Linked DNA regions of Cyprinus carpio: region 1 is linked to region 2. A link is a contact called in public Hi-C data. All regions are on one chromosome and are shown on one strand. The core of a region is the stretch at or near the end of the contact, and the rest is flanking DNA. Distances in the headings are between cores, read along the strand shown.

Region 1 (2,987 bases), core at 194-2,693, 89 kb after region 2:
AAATATGTTGCAGTTGTCCTATTGATTGGCAGCTCAGTCTGAGAAACTGGATAATTTGGCTAGTTACGTGGGATCTTTCATGCCATGAAGAGATTTGTGATTTTTCTGCATATTCACTGATGATGCTGTCATCATAGAGTAAATTATTTCAACATGCCCACCTGCAAGAAAAAACAAACAAACAAAAAAAACATGCAAGGAATGTCAACGGGAAATCACAGTGAATATGCATTTTTACTGAACATTTTAGTTTGACAGTGTTTTTTGTTTGTTTTCAAATAAATAAACTGAATTATATTAACTGTCTCAGCTCCTTGACTTTTATTCAAGGTGAAGCGCCTACAGTCATACATTTACTAGCACTGTATATAAAAAGTTCTTGTGTCATAATTTAATTGACTCATTGAATGAGCATCTGTTAAGCACATTTGAGTTTTAGACGTTGAAACACTGAGAGACATTTATGGATACCATCTTCATACAATAAATGAGCCACTTATCCAGGCTTGCATTTACTCTTTCGTTGAAGCAGTTGTAATATATAAAAGTCAGTTCAAAAAGTAAATTATTTGCAAAGATTACCAAATAATCTACTGACACTCCAGCCTAAGCCCTATCTGGCATATTTTACTTGATGACCCCCTTTATCACACACATCATGAATCTAAGTTTGATGTTGTGGAAGTTGTTTTTCATAGTCGAGCCTAAATGCTGAGAAAGCATTTGTGACACATAGTAAGTTGAACATAATTTTCTTCTGACAGTAGGCCGGTGTAATACCACAGAGAATTTGGGGTTGTGCTTCCTTGCAGTTAAAGCACATATGACTGTAATAAGTCATGCAACTCAAAATAGTTCATCTTATAGCACCACCACGTGTCAGCATTGGGCATTCCTGTGCGGTTTTCTTCCTCAGTATCATAAAATAGCATTGCTTGAATGAAATATGCACGAGAATCTGCATTTGAGAATCAGTTTTATTGGGGATATTTTAGTACTATTTCAATAAGCGCACGCATTTTGAATGGAAACATCAGTTTCAGTGACATGACGTTGGGAAGGTGATAATATGGCTACATTTAATTATCTGCGAATGATCTGTCAGCTTGACTTTGACGCATTTGAAACAAAACATTCTCACAAAATCATTAAGAAATAAAGGAGGGCTTACATTTTTTTTTTTCGCATTATGTGTAAATGTTCACAAGGTCAGAGAACTGGGAGTTCAATATAATCGTATATAAAATAAAAATAGATAGAATTATAAAAAGGGATATAATATAAATCTACTATATATTTAAGCGAAAATATTTAGCAAAAAAAAAAAAAAAATAAAAAAATAACAGGGCTATAATAGAAACCCTAACAGGATAATCCCAATCAGTCAGAATTTTGCATCTTTGCGTGCAATTATTTAATAAAGCTAGCTCTTTTAAAATCAATAATAAAAGTGTTCACGACAAGACGTACAGTGACGTAATTTCCGGTTTGAACGGAGGCGCAGCAGTAGCAAATCAGGGCGATTGACGCGCGAGATCATGTATGAGAGAGCCCGGTTTACGAAAACATCGGACACTGTGGGGAAAAAGTAGGCACAAACATTGTATTACTTCATTACATAAACACGTTGTGTCAAGTTTAACCGACGGAACATTTTCTTCACGAAACGTCTTGATGTGATGGACGCACCTGCCAAGCGCGCGGCCAAGCTAAGCTAAGGCTAAAGTTGAGCTAATTCACAATAAATAAATATGCAAATAAAACACGAGACATGCATTTCAGTGTCACTTGATGAGCGATATTTAATGATTTTGTCGTCAACGAAATGAGCTGAAAAGAGTAACGTTATACGAGTTAAATGGTCGTAGCCTGCAGGCCGTGTTGTTTACATACTACTGTATATAATCTAGTTTCATCTGAATCACTATTCCTAAATTTTTTTTTTTTTTTTTTTTTTTTTTTTTTTACAATAAACTTCTGATTCTAGCCATCATGGGCATCAAAAATGCGGATGTCCCATATACGTTTATATATTTTACAGTAATAATAATTATAGTTAATATGGTTTCCATTCTGTTTTTTAAAACAGCAAAATGTTATCGAAAGAAATAAAAGTCATGAGCTGTCAGATGTACTTTACTGTGTGGTTGTCAACTTGTTAACTTATTAAAAAAGAGGTTTATGATTAAATGCAGAAGAATATGGATCAGGGTCTGCCTGTTTGTAATGACAAACATCTGGCTTGTCTGTTTTGCACCATAAACTTGGAAAATATATGTGCACCACTTTCCAGCAGTTATGAATCGTGAAGCACTTACGAATCACTGATTTCTGAATGTCAGATTTAGGAAATCGGATATATATTCTGTATATCTACCACAGTTTTATAAGTTTTTTTTGTGGAAATTAATACTTTTATTCAGCAAGGATGCATTACATTTATCAAAAGTGACAGTAAAGGCATTTATAATGTTACGAAAGATTGCCGTTTCAAATAAATGCTTTTCTTTTTAACCGTCTTTGAATCAGAAAAATTATCAGTTTCCACAAAATATGAAGCAGCACAACTGTTTTCAACATTGATGATATTAAGAAAGTTTGTTGAGCAGAAACATCACATTAATTCATTGCATTTTGAAATATATTCAATTCAATTATTAAATTCTGTAATAATATTTTAGAATTTTACTGTTCATATTTCATGGGGAAAAATGGCCTAGTTCTTCCGAGTTAACCCCATATATGCAAACACACGTTTTATATATATATATATATATAATATATATATATATATATATATATATATATATATAGTGTGTTAAAGTTACAATCCGTTTGATTGACAATTATTTTCTGTTTCTATAGGTAGCTGTCTTCATGAAGTTTTAATTGTCACATACTCTCAGCTGTAAACACCGGACAGAAATCCAAGATGCCCATTCCTCCCCCTCCCCCTCCTCCCCCCACCCTTATCCAGGTAAGTTCTC
Region 2 (3,356 bases), core at 506-3,005:
TATAGTGTAATGTACAAACCTCATGCAGCAAATGCTCAGGTGAAAGTGTTAACCTGGCATATACCTTTCTGTCAGCAGCTCTATCTTCTCCCAGAAAAGTGCCCGAGGCTCAGCGAGTGCAGCACTTCACCTGTCCTTATATCCATATCTGCACTGCACGATGGCAACTGAATAATTAAGGGTCTGGGGTGCTAATACTCAACCTGAAGGTTTGATCATATTTAGAGGTGAGCTGATGTCATCAAACTGTCCGCCTCCCATGCAATTTTGCTATATCATACTTTTATGGAAGTCTTAAGAGGCCATGGATTATAACAATATTTGTTTTCTTGTGATCACAACTTAATTTTCTCATGATTTTCTTGTTAGTTTTAATAAGTGTTAAACCGAACGCTATTGCAGTAGTGAAACTGTGATGAGTCATGCTTAAGAACGTAACAATAGATATACTTTCATGCAAAATAATCATATTGATTTAAGCATTTTATATGTTAGTTAATTGCCAGTAACAAACAAAATACTATTATTACTACTATTATTATAGCAATCGTGAAGAATTAAGGTCTTCACTGTCCCAAACACATGGAATATGAACTAACATAGTAAGGAGGATAATACACCATCAGTTTGTATTCAGTTCTGTACTGCCACCTAAACAAAAATTTTCTTGTTGTCATGACTTCATTTCTTTCATAATCTAAGAAATCATGACTTATGTCGAGATCACAAGAAAACAACTAATGTCGTTGAGATCATGAGAACAATGTCATGATAATGAGAAAACAACTTTTGTTATGTTGAGATCATGAGAAAAAATTAAGTTGCGATAAAACAACTTTTATGTCGAGATCACAAGAAAACTTTTTTTACGGGATCACAAGAAAATTAAGTCGTGATAATAAGAAAGCAACTCTTGTTGAGATCATAAAAAACCATAAGAAAAAGTCATGATGGCGAGAAAAGAATTAAAAAAAATAAAAATAAATAAATCTATGGCCTCTTTGGGCTTACGCTTCTAATTTTGACTAATTTTCAAGACACCACTTGATTATTCTGTTGTTTTTTAAACACATTTCAGACACTCCCCTCATCTTCCATTGGTTAGCAAACAGGTATGGGACATTTTTAACATTTTTAACACAATTTACATAATTTAATATATAAGCCAGCGAGAACGATTTTCAAACATTTTTTTATCGTAATCTATTGCCAAACAAACAATAGTAATATTTACAGTAGTGCTGCTTATGCTGCTTAATATTTTTGTGTGAAACTGTGACGGCTTGAAAGGTCATATTTATTTAGCAAACTATTGATCACAAATACTACTGCAGACAGACCGATGATCCCAGAATCTAATCGCAAAGCACAAAGGTTCACATGGGGCTTTTTCTTTAAAGCGGTTTGTTGTGCTCTTTGCGTTTACTCTCAGATTTCTGTCCATGGACTGAATGTTTCATCAAAACTGTGAAAAATAAATTTGCTCTGCCAAGGTTACTGTCTAAAGCCAACTTTTCTGTATAATGTTTTTTTTCTGTGGAAAAACAGCTTAATATAAGTTATGTAAACATTACAGGCTCCAAAGTCTGTTTGTAGACAGCTTGTATACGATCCACAAAGTACAAAGTGCAGTGTCCTTATGAGAGACATTTGCTTTAGTTTTCATTTTAATAGGCCTACATTAAGGGTTTCAAAATGTGAGATTCACCCAAACACTCACTACTGTTTGAGCCAGTGTTGTGGTTTTTTTCAACCCTTTAAACAAACAGACAATTATGTGCAGAATTTACACAGGCTGTTTTGTAGTGTTGCTGAAGAGTTTAGCTTGTTGTGGATAAGCAGATTATCGTTATGCAAGTATTTGTTTCTATAAGCTGTAACTGTAAATCGAGGTAATTTAACAACGCTTTGTCAGAGCAGAATTGGAGTTTATCTGTTGCTTTTCAGACCAGGAAATTGTCCTCACAAGTCTCTCCTCTGCCCAGAACAGGATCATACAAGCAACATTTCCCAGTCCAATCGTTTCATGCCCAACTACCTTCACAGTTGGTTAATTACCTTCTTTAGAGATCAATATTTAATTAGGAAATGTTTTTGCCCATGGGGCAGTTTTAGACAGTCACCAGTCTGAGAGGCCACTCTCTTCACATTAATAGAATCTAAATTCATTCATTAGCTGCGTTCGGCTCCTAATAAATTATGCTTTGATCGACAGAAAGGCCTTCTTTTTCTTGTTAGTTGGGTTTTATGTCCTTTAGGCCAGAAATGACGTATGTATATACATATTTCATGCTGGCATTATTGTTTCTGGTCTATATGAGGCTCTTGAGGATTTGTTTTACAGTAATAAGAGGGGTTTTTAGTGTGATGTTTGGCTTTTTTTCTTCAGGTTCTCTCATCTTTTCTGATTTTAGCTACAGTTGTGTTCCCATATTTTTGTGTGTCATATTTTATTTGCTGTAATGGTTGTCTTTGTCATATTACCCAACACAGTGGTGTTATTTTCAACACATTTGGCTTTGAAATGAAAGTGATAGTTCACCAAAAAATTACATTTGTTACCCATATATCATTCCGAAACCACAACACATCGTTCGTTCTTCTGTGGAGCACAAAAGCAGGTATTTTGAAGAATCACAAATGTCAGTGGGATCCAAAAGACATTGGATCATTTTTCAAAATATTTTCATTTCTGCAGAAGAAGGAACATCTTACAGGTTTGTAACGATGTGAGGACAAATACATTATTATAATTTTCATTTTTGGGTGAACTGTAGCTTTAAACCCTGTCGTTCATTTGCTTACTAGAAATGGATGTAAATAAGGTTCATAGGTTTTACAATAAAATATGATTTTTTTTATGAAGTTATAAATAGAACAGATATTACTGGAGTATGCTTTAGAAGAAATACTGTTTCAGTTTTTTTGCTTTAAAATGTCACATTTAATTGCCTTTTCTTTGTTAATGTTTGAACAGTGAGTGAACATTGCTTCTACACAATTTCTACACAAGTTTAAGGCAACCAGCTTCAGGACATTTCTGAGTTTTCTTAACTTCTTGTATTCAGATTCTACAAAAAAAAAAAAAAAAAAAAAAAAAATACCCTACAAAAACAAGTTGAGAAAACTCAAAAATCCCATGAAGCTGGTTGCCTCAAACTTTGAAGTTTTCTCAACTTTTGATTGATTTATTTATTATTTATTTTGATGGATTTTCATGATGGATTTTCATATTTTGCGAATGAACGTCTGGTGCTGAAATCTGTTAGTTTTAATAAAAAAAAACAACCCCTGGGACACGAAAGCGCTTGTAACTGAAGCTAAAACACTCAGTGACAGATTTGTCAAGTTGGTTT

The links. A called contact is a pair of places that touch in the nucleus more often than the background predicts.
Region 1: a Hi-C map of liver shows a contact between it and region 2, with 4 times the contacts expected there. The contact joins the promoter of wipf2b here to the enhancer-like site in region 2. A contact is called at or near these places in 2 of 8 Hi-C or Micro-C datasets (both in liver).

The regions. Positions count from the first base shown.
Region 1 is chrB19:24,307,543-24,310,529 of ASM1834038v1, forward strand. It overlaps wipf2b (WAS/WASL-interacting protein family member 2b), which reads left to right and starts at 1,444. Exons shown (of 8, transcript XM_042744818.1): 1 at 1,444-1,588; 2 at 2,866-2,977. The coding sequence starts at 2,933.
Region 2 is chrB19:24,218,611-24,221,966 of ASM1834038v1, forward strand. No RefSeq gene overlaps it. Among protein-coding and RNA genes, the nearest start is that of LOC109111336, 13 kb to the left of the region's middle. Within about 2 kb of position 1,756, at least 1 of the 8 cell types and tissues checked has an H3K27ac peak or open chromatin away from gene starts, as enhancers often do. A contact at or near this core is called in liver, where this site is marked.